2 separate regions of the Mus musculus genome follow, and region 1 is linked to region 2. The links are chromatin contacts, called in public HiCAR-type maps. All regions are on one chromosome and are shown on one strand. Each heading gives the region's core, a stretch centred on a gene start, on an enhancer-like site or on the middle of the called end of the contact. The rest is flanking DNA. Distances are from core to core; before and after follow the strand shown.

Region 1 (4,839 bases), core at 730-3,229, 76 kb after region 2:
TAATAATCTCAGGGCAAGATCCCACCCAGCTAAGCTTATTGTTTGTGTCTGCAGTTGAACAAGGAATAGTTTAGTTTAGACTTTTAATCTGCTATGAACTACAATCCAGAAATAGAAGGCACACTTGTGATCCAGATCTTGAGGTTGAAGACACAGGGTTTTGATCTGGATCTTGAGGAACAGTGGCCATGAAAAGCTTAGGCCCAGGCAAGGTAGTACACACCTTTAATCCCAGGAGACAGAGGCAAGTAAATCTCAGAGTTCAAGGCCAGAGCACATACCCCCATAAGACCAATACATGAGGCCAAAACAACATTATTCACAAGAACCAAAAGGAAGAAGAGACCAAGTGTACATCAACTGGCAAATAGATAAATAATGTGGTATGTCCACACAATGAAACAGTATTCCCAATTAAAAAACGAACTCCTGACTCATAGGCAAAACTTGAAAATCGTTATGCAAAGGGTCAGAGGGTAGAGAATAAAGGGTCACATGGTAATATTTTATGTGAAATACCAGGCTAGCACATTTCTAGACTCAGCACATTAGTGGTGGCCAGTTCAATATGCTATGGAGAACTGGTCATGACAGCTATGGAGTTAGAGATTTCTACTGTAATAATTAAGACATTCTAAATCAACTGTGGTGGTGGTGTGTATAACAATGGATACACTGAAAGTCTTTGGATTGTGTACTTTGACATACTGAAACACACAAAGACAAGCAAAACATCAAAGGCATGTTTCTTCTGAGCTTGAGAGGTCAATGCTAAGTGAAACCATTATCCTGAGAAGCCTTAAAAAACCATAGAGGGAGGAAAAAATAGGTTATACTAAAGTTTTGGCCCCAGTCAGTAACTTTTAAAATAGTCTCCCCGAGTAAAAGCATTCTAGAAAAGTCAGGGCCAGGATGGGGTGAGAGGTGTTCCCCACTGGAGGAGTTACCCAAGAACTGTACTTACACATAACAGGACACCCTTCAGCAATGAAGAGCCAATACCCAACAACTCAGATGGGCCAACACCAGCAACCCAGACAAATGTCGGATACATTGTGCTGAGTGAAGGGAACCAGACGGTACAAACACCTGATTCCTTGGGTAGGAAGACCCAGGAAAGGCAGCTGGAAGGGAAGGTCACCAGCTTAGAAGGGCGCGGGGAGTCTGGGGTGGGGGGAGGGGCTGATTATAGAGAAGGGATAGAACTTTTTGAATCGATGGGAATTTTATGCCTAGATTTTTGTGGCTTTTGAAAACTAAATAATAAAAATAGTGAACTGATCTGTTTGCCAATGGAAAACTAAAACATCCGGGGAAAGGACACGAAGAGCATACGTAGATGTTCCCGTGGAAGATGTCTGCTCAAGGAATGGGGCTGTGGCATCAACACTCTGACCCTCAGGTGACTCACGGGCCACAGGGACTTCCCCAATGCTTAAGCGATCTAAGCTTGTCAACCTCCAAAGCCAAGACTGGGCATGGGTCTTACAGCTGCTATCTTTACCTTCCTCTCTCTTTCTTCCCCGACCCCCTCATCCTTGTGTGCTCCGGCACCTCCCTACTTGTTAAGGGCTCTGGGCTCTCCCTGTGCTAGATCGAGTCTTGAGCAGAGCGGGACCTTCTTTACCTTAGCCGGCTCCTTGGTATGCTTACTTTCCCACTGTTAAGCCTGATGTGAGCTAGGCCCCGCAATCCCACATTTCTGATTCATAACCTTCCCAAAGAGACTCAGCCCAGAGCAGGCATGTTCTGTGGCTGTCAAAATTGCCATTTGTCCATTTAGAGTGGAAAGGTAGATTTCCTACACGGCTCTGGGACAATCGCAGGTTCCCCTCCTTCATGGGCCAGCCTTTGGAAATCACACCAGCTCTCTGGCCCGGCGGTCTTCTGGTCCTCGGCTTCTTTGCTGCTCTCCTCCTCTCCTCTGTGGCCCTCATTTGTCATCTCCCTTAGCACACAGGCCTTATTGTCTGTGCTCCATGGTGACTCAGGGCTAGCGTCTGTTACTGGGCTAATTAATGGCCTGGCCACGTGCACGGAAGGTTTTTCCAGGGAGGGACATGCCAGCTCTTTCTGGTGCTCTGGGCTCCAGGCTGCAGCACCCCAGCCCTGGCTGCACGTGGGAAGTCGGCCTGGGCCTTCTTCCTGCTTCAGCTCTTTCTCCTTGCTTCTCCGGGAGCAGGGAAACAATTTCCTCTTTTCATAGCAACTCAGTGGCAGGCAGATTAATGAACCTGAGCCCAGCACCGAGGCCCCAGCGTGCCAAGAATGTCTGCGGTGCATTCAGGGGTCCCAGTGGCAGGCTGCAGGAGGGACAATCGGTGACAACAAAAGACACAGGGCTGCGCAGTCAAGTTCCCAGCAGCGGCTGCTGCTGCTCCTTCCGACCCCAAGTTCCACTGCGGAAATGATCCTTCACCTCCCGCTCCTCCGGAGCCCAGTATATGGCACTCCACACTCAGAGAGCCTCAGCTTCCCAGGCGCTAGCTCTCAGGCTTCACTTCACTGTTGGGAGCAGAAAGCCAGTCCAGCCATATCCATTGGCCATGCTGTAAACACCCTGCCTATGGTGTGCCCCAGTAAGGTCTTGGGTGGAGCTGTGATGGATGGAAGGACAGCTGCTGAGGCCCACTTGTAACAGGCATGCTGCTGGTGAGCAGCTGCCATATGCTCTGTTGTAAGACTGTGAGGCCCAGACGTGAGCCAGTTGGGTGGTTTTAGGTGTGTCCCTGTCCAGGTCCTGGTCCCGGTCCCGTCCCCCGTCCCCCTCCCCTGCCCCGTCCCCCATCTCCCTCCCCTCCCCCTCCCCTGCCTCTCCCTCTCTGTCCCTCTCTCCCTCTCTGTCCCACTCTCCCTCTCCATCCCCTTCTCCCTCTCCTTCCACCTCTTCCTTCCCCCTCTCTCTCCCTTCCCCCTCCCCCTTTCTCTTCCCCTCCAACCCCCCCCCCACCTCTCTCTCCTTCCTTTCCATGGTAGTTCTTTACAAACTGCAATACAGTACTTACTTCACTAAATGAGAAACAGACAGTCCTGTGTGGGCCTAGGAGAACTTTGCTTTGGAAACACAAAGCAAAAAATGAGCCCCCAGAAAAGGAGGTTTGCAAGCAGCCTCAAAACGAGGACAATGAAGTAGTCAATAACCACATTGGGCACCAGATGCTGCCTGTGCCCTGGACCACCCGATGCCCAACCCTACTTGCACTTGGGAGTTGGAAGTAAGGTGGCTCAGAATCAACAGACTTCAGGAACAGATGAGAAATGCCACAGCAAGCTCATCTGAACGCTTTTATAAGCTCCTTTAATACCCTCTACCCGTGCCCACATATATACACACATAGACAAATACACACAAAGACATACCACACCACATACATACATAAACACATTCACACACACACACACACACACACACACACACGCGCGCGCACACACACACACACACACACACACAGAGTTGTGCCTTACAGATGTTCTCTTGTTATCTTTGTTACACTGTTGCTCCTTTGATAATGATTTGAAATTTTAGTACAGTGATTATTTAAATTATGAACACAGCCAGGCTCCCAATCAGATTGTCTTATGTGATGTTTTTCTTTTCTTTTCTTTTCTTTCCTTTTCTTTTCTTTTCTTTTCTTTTCTTTTCTTTTCTTTTCTTCTCTTCTCTTTTCTTTTTTCTCTTCTTTTCTTTTCCTTCCCTTTCCTTTCTTCTCTTTTCTCATCTTTCCTTTCCTTTCTTTTCTTTTCCTTCCCTTTTCTTCCCTTTCTTCTCTTCTCTTCCCTTTCTTTTCTTCTCTTCTTTTTCTTCTCTTTTCTTTCTTTTATTTTCTCTTTTCCTTCCCTTCCCTTTCCTTTCCTTTTCCTTTCTTTTCTTTTCTTTTCGTTTCATTTCTCTTCTTTTCTTTTCCTTCCCTTCCCTTTCCTTTCTTCTCTTTTCTCATCTTTCCTTTCCTTTCCTTTCCTTTCTTTTCCTTCCCTTCTTTTCTTTTCCTTCCCCTTTCTTTCCTTTCTTCTCTTCTCTTTCCTTTTCTTTCTTTTCTTCTCTTCTTTTTTCTTTTCTTCTCTTTCTTTTATTTTCTCTTCTTTTCCTTCCCTTTCCTTTCCTTTCCTTTCTTTTCTTTTCTTTTTTTTTTCTTTTGATATTGGCATTGCCATGATGCCTCTGCTGTTGTTGCTGGGCCATCTCTGGTTTATCTTACATCAGTCCTTCATTTTAGCCTTTCAATATTACCTTCTTGTGGCTTGTGTTTTAATTAGCATGAAGCTAAACGTAAACCAAAAAAAGATGTTTGAATGTCTCAGAGTGTCCATAAGAAGAACTTTGTTCGTTCATATTTACTATGACCACAGATGCATTTAAACTTATTTCTGGCATTTTATTTCATTCTTTCTATTGGCCATGAATTCTCAATGTTAACTCTTTACTTTCTGTATATTTATATAGAATTGTTGAGTTTTGGTTAAATTTTTTTTCTTCTCTCTAAAGTATTACAGTCAGTATACCGTTTCTTACATTCTAGAACTAAGAACAGCCTTAGCTTGGAAGGCAGAAGACAGGAGTTTTCTCTTAGCTTGGTCATTAGCTTTTATGATCATAGGGTAAGTTATTTCACCTCTTTTTACTGTTTCTGCCATCATGAGATAGTTAAATTACACGATATTGAAGATATTTATCTAGGGTAAAGTGTGAAGACCTTTATCTATGGTGTCCTGGCTAGTGCCAGCTGCCAACTGGCACAGAGTGAAGGTGTCTCAACTGAGGGATCACCCAGATCCCATGGCCTATGAAAGACTGTCTTGACTGAGGATTAATAAGGGAGGGTCCAGCCCACTATGGGCGGT
Region 2 (4,714 bases), core at 1,730-4,229:
AGTGGACTCTCCTCTCCCTCTGCTTGCCCCTTTCCAGGTGCCCCTGGACCTCCAGCTGTCCATGGTTGTCCTCCTTCACCCTTGCCCGGGGACAGTGGACAGGGCACAATCTCTTCAGTTGGCTGGAGAAATGACCAGAAAACAGAAGAGCCCAAGTTCAAGAACCAGACCCTGTGGCTTGAGTCCCCATACTCCAACTTCGAGTTGTGCGACTGACCGTGGCAAATTTTCGGTGTTTTCTTCTGCCAGGTCAGGTGGTCCCACCTCTCAAGCCCCATAGCAGGGTGAAGTTTCTTTCAACTGCATAGCTCACTGTGAACACTGGAAATCACTGCCTTTTGCTGTTAACACTGACTTTGTGCTCCAGTCCCAAGACTAGAGAAGGCAGTTAGATCACAAAGCTAAAGCTGCAGGTTTCATTAAAAAGTGTGTGTGTATGTATGTGTGTGTGTGTGTGTGTGTGTGTGTGTGTAGGTGTATGTAGCATTTAAAAATATTTATTTGTGTGTGTGTAGGCTCCATTTTAGATTATCTATTTATTTGTGTGTGTGCTTGTGTGTATGCGTGCGTGTGTACTTAGGTTTGCGTGGCATGACAGACATGTGACAGTCAGAGAACAGATTCAGGAGTCCATTTTCTTCTCCTACCATTGGAGTCCCTGGGATTACATTCAGGTCACAAAGCTTGGCAGCAAGCAGCTGTACCTACTGAGCCATCTTGCCAGCCCCCATGGCTCTCATTTGAGCTTCTCACCTAATATAGAGATTGATGTTATGGCCCCCTTCTTATGTGCAAGGAAGCTGTGGTTGGAAAAGAGCAGATGACATGCTGTGTCAGATGGAATGTGACTAGGTCCCCCTCCACATATACAGGGGCTATGACTCTAACTTGGCCGTAACAATATCAAACATATCTTAGCCCGAAGTAAGACACAACAGCATTTTTAGACAACCTCCAGATACTTGAGCAAGAGAGGTTGAAAAAAAATGGCCTTTCAGTTAATTTTTAAAAAAAAAAGAGCCACTCCACAATTTACCATTCCCTAAGTATCCTGGCAAGGCCACGTCTCTTGGCAGAAGAGGCCTGGGCCAGATGGTCTCCAGAGCAAGGCTAGCTTAGCTCAGTGGTTCAACAGCTGGGCTGGCCTGTGCCACGTCCTGGCTGGTTGCCTCTTGAATCTTTGAGCTTTTTTTTCCCTCCGTGTTTAAAAAAACGACTAAGGCTTAATTTGAACATAGTAATATCTGTCCTTTTTGGATCCACTTCTGTTAACTCTGACAAATGTACACAGTGTGGGATCACTCCCATGATCACAATCGACACAGACTCTTTTCAAGCCCAATTATAATATAGTCCTTATGCTCTGTCTATACCCCAGCCCCGGGCAACCACCAACCTGATTCTTCTCCTATGTTTTCCCTGTCATGAGGACGTCATGTCAGCGAGTGGTCTTCTACTTATGGAAATTTCCCACTGGGGAAACATTCTGGGGTTTTAAAAGAACCGATGTTGTTGTTGTTGATGATGATCAATTCAGGACATTGGGTTGTTCCCAATTTGTGATAATCCTACACTGTGAACTGCGGTCAGATAAATCCCTAGGTGTCGCGTCGGCTCTCGACCAGCAAGAACGACACGGCCACCAGTCCTTCTAACAGCAGTTTATTCAGCAAACTTCAGTCTTCCTCTCTCTCGCTTCATCTTTTTCCTCATCTTTCTCTCTCGAACCCCGGGCCTCTCACTCTTATATACTCTCAGTCCCCATCCACTCACAGCAGGCCACGTCACCTCACCAGGCACGCAGCTTCAGCCAATCAGGGCAGCAGGGGCACATCTCCACCAAATATGGATTCGCCAGTATTATGGGGCACCTGCGCAGCTCTCACGATGGTTGTGGCTTATTTTCAGGCGTATGAGGAAGTCCAGTGCAAGTCATAAGACTTAGCTGCAGTCCTGGGCGCCATCTTGGGACTGCTGCCACACCCGCTCCTCACACCTAGGAATGCTGCCTGGGTTGTATGGTAGGGGTATGTAATGTAAGAAACTGCCCTGCTGTAGACGGGAAGGGGGCTGGAGTTTGCTATGGGGGATGTTTGGTGTGAGATTACATCCCCTGGCAACATCAGAAGCTATACCCATAAAACCTCACCAACATGACCACCCAAACATGTGCAGAACAAGGTCGAATTGGATGGGGAAAAGCCCAGGAGGCCTCAACCCTACACAAAGACCTACAAGCAATGGAGTAAAACCATAAAGCCGGGCATGTGGAGGAGCCCTTGCCCAGGGAAGAGTACACCCACTGGTTGTCTAATGCCCAATGGCCAGCCCTGAAAATATGCTCACAAGTAACATTATGTTTACTCAACAGGTTATATTTAGGAATGTATGTACATACATGTATGCATACAACAATTTTAAAAAGAGGCTATGGATTTGAAAGGGGTGGGAGGGGTTGGTGGGAGGACTTAGAGGGAAGAAATGGAGGAATGCTGCAATTAAATTAACACACACACACAAACAAGCAAGCAAACAAACAAAACTACTCTTGCTTTGCATGGTGGCCATACCATTCTGTAGAGTCACTGGGATGCTCCTGTGGCTCTGGAACCTCACTAGCATTTGATACCTGCTTTTTAACATTTTAGCTGTTCTCATAGGTGTGCAAACTTTGGTTCATTATTGTGCCTTTGCGAGCAGACACATGTGTGTGGAACACAGCCTGGTGCCTGGCTTCCAAAGAGGGTTTGCTAAATGGGAGTGGCTTTATTTATTATTCTGCTCCTGCCTGATTCTCTTGCTCCTGATGAATATTGTACATTATGCCTCCGGAGGCCCCTGCCCTGTGTCCAGTCATCTGCCTGGATTGGTCCCAGTTGCGGCAGGGCTCAGAGAAGAGACCCCTGTGTCTCTCTCTTAAATCAGGCTCTGTTTTGTCTCCTTGGCTCTGCAAAAGGACTGTGCAGTGGCTGCTGGCAGCAGTCCAGGCCAGTCCCAAAGAGCTCTGAGGAGAGGCTTTGGTGAGCAGACCATGGGTATGAGCCCTCCTGGGTAGCCTGAGGCCTGGGGGTTTTTCTTGGCCTGTTCCCACCCTGCTCCCGGGCTTCCTGCCTGGCCTGCTAGCTCTGAGATTCTGCCCAGAAGCACAGGACCTTACTCATGGTTCCCTATTAAACATGGACTATCAAAAAGTGAGGAAAAAAATCGCATGTGTAAATGAGTTTGTCTCTGGGGGGGTGGGGGAGGGAAAGGTGGCTGAGGAGGTATCATGGAGTAAAACAAACCGTACAGATGTTCCTTTCAAAGCAGGAGTCCCTTGCCTAATCACAATAGTTGCTGTTGGAGGCCTGACTTAGGAGTATTCAGCTCCTTCCTGACAGCAGCCCCTGGGGGTCATGTTCCAAGTAGCCCAACATTCAACAGCAGCCCAAGCTCCTGGGGCTTTGGGTAGTCTGGCAGCAGACCCAAAGATATGACACACCCGGTTTAAATAATCCAGAGTGCAAAGCCAGAAAAGTCTGGGGACCCAAAGCAATCAGGAGATAGGTCTAGGCATTGAGTGAGCCACAAGCCTAAATCATGCAAATGAGAAACTTGGAGATAATGAATGGCAGGCCCAAAGGTATCAGGCAGCAGACCTAAAGAAATCAGGCAGCGAAAGTACCCAAGGAGCTAAAGGGATCTGCAACCCTATAGGTGGAACAACATTATGAACTAACCAGTACCCCGGAGCTCTTGACTCTAGCTGCATATGTATCAAAAGATGGCCTAGTCGGCCATCACTGGAAAGAGAGGCCCATTGGACACGCAAACTGTATATGCCCCAGTACAGGGGAACACCAGGGCCAAAAAAAAAATGGGAATGAGTGGGTAGGGAAGTGGGGGGGAGGGTATGGGGGGCTTTTGGGATAGCATTGGAAATGTAATTGAGGAAAATATGTAAAAATAAATAAATAAATAAATAAATAAAAAGAAATCAGGCAGCAGAGGTGAGGGGTAGCTTAGTCTGTCACACCAAGCAAGTGTGAGGGCCTGGGTTCAATCTCCAGAAATCATATACAAAAGAGCCAGGTGCTGGTTTGTAAACCCAGTGCTAGAGAGGCAGAGATAGGTGAATCCTGCAGCTCTCTGGCTGGCCAGCCTTGCCTAAGTGATGGACTCCAGGAAAACTATTGAGAGACCCTATCTCAAAAACAAGGTGGGTGGCTTCTGAGGAGTAGCACCCAAGGGTGACCTTTGGCACCCACATGAACACGCATCCCACCACACTCATACAAAGAATTGAGAAGTGAGCTCAAGGTTGATTGTCAGGAACGAGACATCAAGGAGACAGACCCCAAATCATGTCTCATGGTACTGTTCTTTCTGGGCAAGCATAGCTCTGTGGGCATCTTGTTGTGACAAGCATAGCATAATGTGTACAGTTCACATGTGATCCTGGGTCCAAGACCCTTGGAGTCCCCACTACTCCTCTGGGTTTCCTTTCACTTCACTTCTTGAGACCATCAGGTGTACCCCATCTGTGGGGACTCTGCTCTGAGCACCCCCTGTAGATCACTGGGGTTGTTGTTATAAGTCACTACTGCTCTGGGGCAGGAAGACTTACCAAGAAGAAGGTCCAACCTCTGTGAGCCATACCTATGCGGAGACCAGACTTGAAAAACCTTTGCCATGGGTAGGGAGAGGCTAAGCCTGAAGTCACATTGGCACAGAG

Evidence for each region. HiCAR-type assays count read pairs that join an accessible place to other places.
Region 1: a contact with region 2 is called in a HiCAR-type map of astrocytes, with 5 times the contacts expected there. The contact joins two enhancer-like sites. A contact is called at or near these places in 5 of 484 Hi-C or Micro-C datasets (the N1E-115 cell line, gonadal supporting cells, nephron progenitors and 2 more) and 3 of 115 datasets of contacts at active chromatin or transcription factors (astrocytes and neural progenitor cells).

What each region holds. Positions count from the first base shown.
Region 1 is chr19:56,027,557-56,032,395 of GRCm38.p6, forward strand. No RefSeq gene overlaps it. Among named protein-coding and RNA genes, the nearest start is that of Gm4470, 48 kb to the right of the region's middle. Within about 2 kb of position 1,980, at least 117 of the 459 cell types and tissues checked have an H3K27ac peak or open chromatin away from gene starts, as enhancers often do. A contact at or near this core is called in the N1E-115 cell line, astrocytes, neural progenitor cells and 1 more, where this site is marked.
Region 2 is chr19:55,950,487-55,955,200 of GRCm38.p6, forward strand. No RefSeq gene overlaps it. Among named protein-coding and RNA genes, the nearest start is that of Gm52391, 15 kb to the left of the region's middle. Within about 2 kb of position 2,980, at least 34 of the 459 cell types and tissues checked have an H3K27ac peak or open chromatin away from gene starts, as enhancers often do. A contact at or near this core is called in the N1E-115 cell line, astrocytes, neural progenitor cells and 1 more, where this site is marked.